Linked DNA regions of Gossypium hirsutum: regions 1 and 3 are each linked to region 2. The links are chromatin contacts, called in public Hi-C maps. All regions are on one chromosome and are shown on one strand. The core of a region is the stretch at or near the end of the contact, and the rest is flanking DNA. Distances in the headings are between cores, read along the strand shown.

Evidence for each region. Hi-C and Micro-C count contacts between places; a contact is called where the count stands out from the background.
Region 1: a contact with region 2 is called in a Hi-C map of leaf, with 2.1 times the contacts expected there. The contact joins the promoter of LOC107886539 here to the promoter of LOC121219605 in region 2. A contact is called at or near these places in 7 of 34 Hi-C or Micro-C datasets (callus, leaf and seedling).
Region 3: a contact with region 2 is called in a Hi-C map of leaf, with 1.7 times the contacts expected there. The contact joins the promoter of LOC107886549 here to the promoter of LOC121219605 in region 2. A contact is called at or near these places in 2 of 34 Hi-C or Micro-C datasets (both in leaf).

Annotation. Positions count from the first base shown.
Region 1 is chrA03:97,397,640-97,400,339 of Gossypium_hirsutum_v2.1, reverse strand. LOC107886539 (protein DETOXIFICATION 29) reads left to right here and starts at 1,413. Exons shown (of 8, transcript XM_041109192.1): 1 at 1,413-1,970; 2 at 2,065-2,606. The coding sequence starts at 1,650.
Region 2 is chrA03:97,817,224-97,819,923 of Gossypium_hirsutum_v2.1, reverse strand. It overlaps LOC121219605 (ARM REPEAT PROTEIN INTERACTING WITH ABF2), which reads right to left and starts at 1,374. Exons shown (of 1, transcript XM_041098072.1): 1 at 1-1,374. The coding sequence starts at 1,014.
Region 3 is chrA03:98,116,731-98,119,430 of Gossypium_hirsutum_v2.1, reverse strand. LOC107886549 (AP-1 complex subunit mu-2) reads right to left here and starts at 1,383. Exons shown (of 11, transcript XM_016810544.2): 1 at 897-1,383; 2 at 541-687; 3 at 336-398; 4 at 29-205. The coding sequence starts at 1,025.

The DNA.
Region 1 (2,700 bases), core at 164-2,663, 420 kb after region 2:
TTTCTCTCTTCTCCCATTTGAGAATTCTTAAGGAATTCTATTTGTTTGTAATACTTTGGAGATAGTAAAGTTATCATCTGGTGTTAGTGCCCGAGGACGTAGGTATAATTTACCGAACCTCGTTAAATCTCTTGTGTTCTTTCTTGTCCTATTTTTCTTTCAATATTTGAGGGTATAATAGTAGTATTTAATTGTGCTATTAAATTACTATAGAAGGGATATTCTGTCTAAGGAAAGACTTGGTATTTAAGAGATCCATGTGATCCACCTCTCTTCCCTGGGAATTGAACTTTGTGTGATTTTTTAGTACAATAATTTACACGCTTCCGACCCTATTGGAACAACACAGATAAGTTAGATTCTTTTTCAATAGTATAATATCGAACAAAAGTTGGCATATAATATTACTAGAAATTTTATCATAGTAGATATATGTTTAAAAATAACATACAATAATTAATAAAATATATAGTTTGAAACTAATTAATAATAACATATTAAATATATATTATATTAAAATAAATAAAAAAACTTGATTAAATTGTAAATAAAACGAAATTTAAATTAGATTAAGCTAAATAACAACATAAATCCTAAGTTGGTGGCAAGTTAATTTGTGATGCCAACTTAATCACCAACATTATGAATACATCAAATTTAGAGCATTAAATAAATATATCAATCTTAAATTGTTGTCGAGTTAATTTGTGACACAAATTCAATCAACAACAATATTAATATATATACAATTGATGATGGATGATAAAACTAAAACATATATAAAAAGATTAAAATAGAGTTTTGATTTAGTGGTAAATTTAATTGAGTTTTGATGTTAAGCTTGTTATACATATTTGCGGTCCATCTTAGCTTAAAATAGAGTTTTGGTTTAGTGTGGGTGATATTTTTTGTAATTTTTTTAATTGAGTTTATAGTAATAAGATTTAAACACATGAGTATATAAATATATAAGATAAATTAATATTTTAATTTATATAAATATATAATACTAAATAAGAAAAACAAATATACAGATCTATGAAATCTTAACAATCCACATGATACAATTGTGGCTTCCAAGTCGAGCGTTGCTTGAGTTTATGCGAGGGCATGCATGAATGACCATGAGACCAGCGTGATCTTTTAATTAATGTGACTGCTACTGCTACTCGATTTAATAATAATAAAAAGAAAAAAGTAGAATTGAATTAAACTAAAAATCATATGATTAAGTTTAAGATTTTAACAGAGTACAAGTTAATTACAATTACAACTATATATATAAAATATTTAAATAATTATAATTAAAATCAAATGGATAAATTAAAATAAAAGTCACATGTATTGAATTTAAATTAAAATAATTGGAAAAAACAAATATAAGATTTATGTAAACGCCCAAACATAAGAAAAGCAAAATTTCAAAATGGATCTTTATTTTATATGGGTTTTAGATTTAAACTAAAATGTTTTACTATTAAAATGCATTAAATTTCTTTAATTAATTTTGGATCAGCGTGGAAAATATTATAATAAATGCAATCTCTACCCAAAACCGCCTTCTGAAATATTGTCTGTATATATATATACCTTGGCCGGTTGACTTGATATTATATATTGTATTCCAGCTCTTTACGTCTCCCGTGGCAATGGAGGGAGCTGAGCAACCGCTTCTTTCCTCTCGGCTAGTTGGCGGGGATGAACAGTTACTTTCTAGACCATCAAACATCACCTTCACCGCCGGCACCGATGACATCCCACCAATCAACAGCGTCCGTGACTTCTTCAGAGAATACCTGATTGAGTCCAAGAAGCTGTGGTTCCTGGCTGGCCCCGCCATCTTCACCAGCGTCTGTCAATACTCCCTCGGCGCTATCACTCAAGTATTTTCCGGCCAAGTTGGCACTCTGGCCCTCGCTGCCGTCTCCGTGGAGAATTCGGTCATTGCCGGTTTCTGCTTCGGCATCATGGTAAATCTGTAAATTAGATTTCCGTTTTCATTTGGGTCTCTGGCTTAGTTAAAAATAACACTAATTACAATTCTTGATATTAAAACTTGAATAGCTTGGGATGGGAAGTGCACTTGAAACTTTATGCGGCCAAGCATATGGAGCAGGGCAACTTGATATGCTAGGGGTATACATGCAAAGATCATGTGTCATCCTCACCGCAACGGCTTTGATGTTAAGCTTGTTATACATATTCGCGGTCCAACTTTTGACGGTAATAGGCCAAACGGAAAGCATAGCGGAGGCCGCTGGAATATTCGCAATATGGATGATACCGCAACTGTTTGCTTACGCGTTTAACTTCCCGATGGCGAAGTTCTTACAGGCACAAAGCAAGATGATGGCGATGGCGATGATATCCGGGGTGGCGTTAGTTCTGCACTGTTTGTTTAGTTGGCTGTTGATGCTAAAGCTGGGTTGGGGCTTAGTTGGTGCAGCCATTGTGTTGAACGGGTCGTGGATTGCCATAGACGTGGCTCAGTTTTTGTACATAATTAGCGGTACTTGTGGTCAGGCTTGGACCGGCTTCTCTTGGAAGGCATTTCAACATCTCTGGGGATTTGTCAGATTGTCTTTTGCTTCAGCTATAATGCTCTGGTAAGTCCAACCTAACACTTGGGCTTCTTTGTTTAAATCCAAATTAAATAAAAACAGGGAAGTAAAAAAGTTACTTTAGAAATGGAGCTTTTTT
Region 2 (2,700 bases), core at 125-2,624:
CGAATACGGTCTATAACTATAGTTTCTCGAAGTCGATCCAGCAGAAGAAAATTTCTCCATTTCTTTATTGATCTGAACTATAGAATGAATACTTTGCTTACCCAACTGTGTCTTAGAATCTTCCACAAAAGTCTCGAACGATAACAAAGTGACCAACGGCCTAATCACATTCTCTCTGGCGAAATCCTCTTGAGCCACAGGGTCATGCTCCGCCATTCTCACCACTAGTTTTGCTACCGGAATTTGAACCTTCATAAGGGAATCTCCCAACACTTGAACCACAATTGGAACCCCCATTTCATCGACAATACTCCTAACTCTTTCCTGCTCGTTTGCTAAAACAAGAAGCGCATTAGCCGCTGCGATTTGGGCATCCGCTGAGCAGCTTTCTTTGAGAAGCTTTAACAAAGGAGGGATGCCGCCTTCTTCGACGGTTATCTTTTTGTTTCGGTCGTTGTCTCGAGCGAGAGAAGCGAGGTTATTAGCGGCTTCAATTCGATCGGTTAATTGGCCCATTTGGACGGTGGCGATGTAAGACCAAACCCAGGAAATAATCGGGTCGTTGCTGGCGATCGGGGGAAGGGAAAGGAAGATTCCGCTGGCAGTCCCGTTGTTCTCGGTGTCGAGGACTCCCATGAGCCACTTCATGTCGCCGATGGAAGCGTCCAGAAGGTTCAACACTTTGCGGAAATCGGTGGCACTCGTGATCCTCACGACTCGACGCAAGATGCTCTGCCTCTTGCACTTTCGGACTAAGGTGAGGGCTCGCTCTAGATTCTTGGAGACTTCGGAGACTACCCGGCGAATCGGGCGTTCGTAGAGGCATTGAACCGAGGTGGTGGAGCGGACCAGGGTTCGAAGCATTTGGGAAAGCCGATCTACTAGCTTCCCCACCTCCCCACAATCAACTTTAAACGACTCCGCCTCGTCCGCCGCCGCCCGAACTCGCTCAGCTAGCATAATCGGATACGACAGCTCATCCTCGATTCTTTTCTCCTCCGCCGATCCCATCATCAACTCAATAAGTTAATACGTTAGGTGAGTCCAGGGCGAGTCAAGAAGTAGAAAATCAATCAGCTTAGCTAGCTGCTACTGACGTTTCTTTTAGGAAGTCCTCTGCTCTTCTAGGGAATTGTGCTGTGTTTTTTTTTTACACCATTATTGGTATCCCACTTTCCACGCAGCGCGTGAATGGAAAAAACAACGATAGTAGTAAATGATAATAATAACAAATTAAAATGCACCAAAAGAAGATGAGGAGGAGTCAATTGATTAAGCTTCTTACATTTCGTAATAGGAAGGTGAAAAGCACTTGCTCCGAAGATCAGTTGAAAATTATTCCTTCTTTCCTTTTCATTTTCTTTTACTGGTTTCCGGTCAAAGCATACTTTTCCATCTATTTTTAATTTACCTCATTTTATATTACTTTAATTTTCCAATTACTTTCGCACCATCTTAATTCATACTGCAACTCAACACATTCTGATAATTAATACAACTGTAAGATTTTTTATCCCATATAGACAAAAACATATCCTGTAATTATATAAAAGAATTATGAGACTGGAAAGAAAGAAAAAAACCCTTAGCGGTTGACCCGATGATGTTATAGAAAAGATAAACAGAGTGATGAAATTTTCGAAGAAGACTTACTTCTGAATTGTTGACCACGCAATTTGTGTTCTATTTTCTGTGTTTAATTACTTTTCTTCCCAATACATTTAAGATAGATGGCATCTACTATTTTATTAATTAGTCTTCTAACAATTGACTCAGACATTCCTTGTCTAAGCACCCCAACACCCCATCAAATTATTTGATGATGAAATCTATTGAGCAATCTTCTGCAATTAATAAAATAATTCCAACAGCATTTTTAAGGGAAAAAATGGAGTGATAATTTTTACGACCGCCAATGTACTCAGACAAGAACTATCATTATTATTATTCAGAGGTTCAAACTACATTATGATCCTTTAACAGTAAAATAGAAATGTTGATGCTTACTCAATTATTTGATCTTTGATGAAAATAATATTGCTCACTCCTGAACTCCCTTTTGAACATATCAATTCAAAGGCTTAGCAATTATAATGTCTTGGATAGAGTTCGTTGTCATGTCATTTTCTTTCAGCTTCGTATCACTACTCTGTATACATTTCCTCACATGCATTCATGGTGCATAAAGTAGTATGGAGTTGTTTGTAGTTAAAGTTAGATTGTATTTTGGTTTTTTTTTATTTAAAAATTAGATAAATTTATTCTTTTTGTTAAAAAAATCATTTATTTGTGTTATTAAAAATTAGAATAACTGACGAAATAACTTGACAATGACATGTGACATGTCACATTTATCTTATGCTAATGTATAAGAACTAATTTTTAACAGTAAAAATGAATAGAATTTATAACAAAAGGATTAGTTTACTTTTTAATATAATGTATATAGACTAATTTACCTATTTTTTAATAGAGAAAGAAAATGTAATCTAAGTCTTAATATAAAAACCTTCATAAAATTTCTATTAAAATCTATCAATTTCTTATCAATTATGCGTTCACATCCTATTCAATTTGTAAAACAAATTATAAAGCTCAATGAATTAATACGAACAATATCTTACAAATGAGTATATATTTAGTATTATAGTTTTTTCTAGTTATTAGTGATTGGGGCGTCATTGAGCTAACCCAAGCTCG
Region 3 (2,700 bases), core at 134-2,633, 300 kb before region 2:
AACGACAACTATAAAAAAAGTGACCTACTTCATTCTTCTTGTAGTTTATTCCTTCACTCCGCCAAGAGACTGCATTTGTAACAGCCATTGGAGGTCTCTGTGTAACCTCCATCCTATAAGCATCAGTCTTGATAAACTCACTAAGTATTTTTGCTTCAGTGTATTGGGGGTAGCCAAAATCCATAATCTCATCAAGTAACTCATACTGGAAAATGCATAAAAAAAGAGCCAATTATAAACTCTTCTACTAAGATTATAAACCAATATCGTCCAACAAACAAAGCTGGAACTAGTTATCCTTAAAAAAAAAAAAAGGAAGTTTGATCTCCTCATACCACTACAACAAAGTTATCCCTAAGCGATTCCTCTTCTAATTCCTCGAAATAATGCTTAAAAACCTGAATTATTAATTCAGATCAATATAGAGAATCGAGATCACATATTAGTACTACATTAAAAAAATGTTTAGAAAAAAATTTAATGCAATTGAAAATTTGAAAATAAAGAAGGCATAAAACTAAAATTACCGAATTGGCTTACATCAACTACACGGTGAAGGAAGAAAAGAAGACTGGCAGCATTGCAATTCTGCCTTGTTGCAGTCATCAAGTACACGTTGCTGTGTTGTATAAACATGTACGTAACTCCATTATCATACACCACTGGATCTTGCGACTGCGGATCTCCCTGCGTACCAAATCCAAAGGTCCTCCGAATTCAATATTACGCTAACCACTTTGAGCACCATCAATTTAAAAACTGATTCGAAGTGTAGTTAAGCTTAATTCAAATTTTTTTAAAAAAAAATTAAAGCAACAAAGAGAAGAAATATATTTATTCTAAACGGAAAAAAAAATCAAATCGAAATCTGAAATTGACGAAAGAAAAAAAAAAACCTCTTTTTCGATGAGTTTGGTGAAGAAGCGTTCAGCTTGAGCAGCGGAGACGTCGCCACGGTAGTCACGCCACACCAGAACACGGCCCTTTATATCTAGAAGAAATAGTGCAGATGCTGCCCCCGCCATTTCTTCTTTTGTTTATATTTTCTGCCCGACGAAATCCCTAGCAATTTTGCAAATCAGATCGGTGCGGTTCACGGTTTCCTTAAGATCTGATTTGAATCAGAAGCGAGAAGAAAGATCTAAATGAAAGAAGTGCGAAGTTGAGCGAGCTTGTTGAAGCTGAACCATATTTTTTTAATGTTCGTTACGATCTGCCCTCTCCATACACACTAATTTACTTTTCTTTCTATTTCAGATTTTAAATGGAAGGCTTCAACTTTCATCTTCCCATACCTGTTTTCTTTTCCCGGTGCCAAATGTTTTTAGAACGACGCCGCTTTATTTCGTTTGAAACTCACGCGCCAATGTTGTGAGTTGTTTTTGACATTTCCTACTTTATTTGACAATCTAATTTATATATAATTTACCACCAATGGGACGTGTTTCGCTTTCTTTTTAATTTAATTATTACTGTTATTTTTATACTAATGATAAATAAATGCACGTTTCATCTAAAAGTGTTCTACATTCAAGGCAAAGCTAAGAAAAACTTTTAGAGAGCCGAAATTAAATTAAATTTTTATGATAATAAAAGTATAATTTTACCATTTTAATAATTTATATCTTTATAATTTTTAAAGGATTAAATCAATTTTTTATCCTCTAAAGTACAATTTTACTTTTATTAATTTAAAATTTTAAAAATCCTAAATAAAAAAAATTTCATTTTAGGAGGGTCAGGTCAGGACTCTTATCAATCCCCTTAGCTACGCCCCTGCCTATATCTCTACTAACTGTGGTATCCTTAAACCACTCAAATCATCATGTAAGATTGTCAACATCTTATCAAGAGGTTGGATGAAGCATCAAACCCCCAAAGGTCGACTAAAAGCAATTACAAGAATCCGTCCGCAGCTCAATTGCCTTCTCTAGGGGTGAGTGTTCGATCAAATCGAGTGAAAATTTTTTGAGTTAATCAAGTTCACGAGTCCAGTTTTATCATCTTAACTCAATTTGAATTTTTTTTAGAATTAAGTCAAGTGAAATGAAATTTGAGTCAAGTCGAATCAAGTGAAATTATTCGAGGTAAATTAAAAAAATTAAATATGTTAAATAAAAATATTATTACAATATAATTAATTTTATGTTAGAACACATAAATTTGAAACTATATATATTTAAAAAAATTCAAAGCAAAAAAAAAATACTTGAGTATGATAAATTTGAATTATTAATTGGGTCCAAAATTTTTATTTTAGAAATTTTTAAAATTTTAAAATTCTTATATTTTTATAATTTTTATTAATATTTTAATTTTAAAAATGATTTTGAATTATTTTGTAATTTTTGTTGAGAGAAAGACTAATTTACTTATTTTCAAAGTTGACAGAGACCAAAAGGGTATCTGCATCAATTTGTTATTCGAATTATTCGAGTTATTCAAATTGTGAGGTTCAACTCGACTCAAACTCAAAACTCGAATCGAGTTATTCGAGTAGACTCAAATAATTCGAATAACTCGATTCGATTAATTCGAAATTTAAATTTTATTTTTATTTTTCCTAATTAAATTGAGTTTTGCTCACCCTTAACTTTATCTGTAAGTAATTTTTTTTCCTTTTTACTATATTACATTTATATGCCGTTTAAGTGTTAGTTATTCATATAAATTAAATCTTAATATACGAATAATTAATGT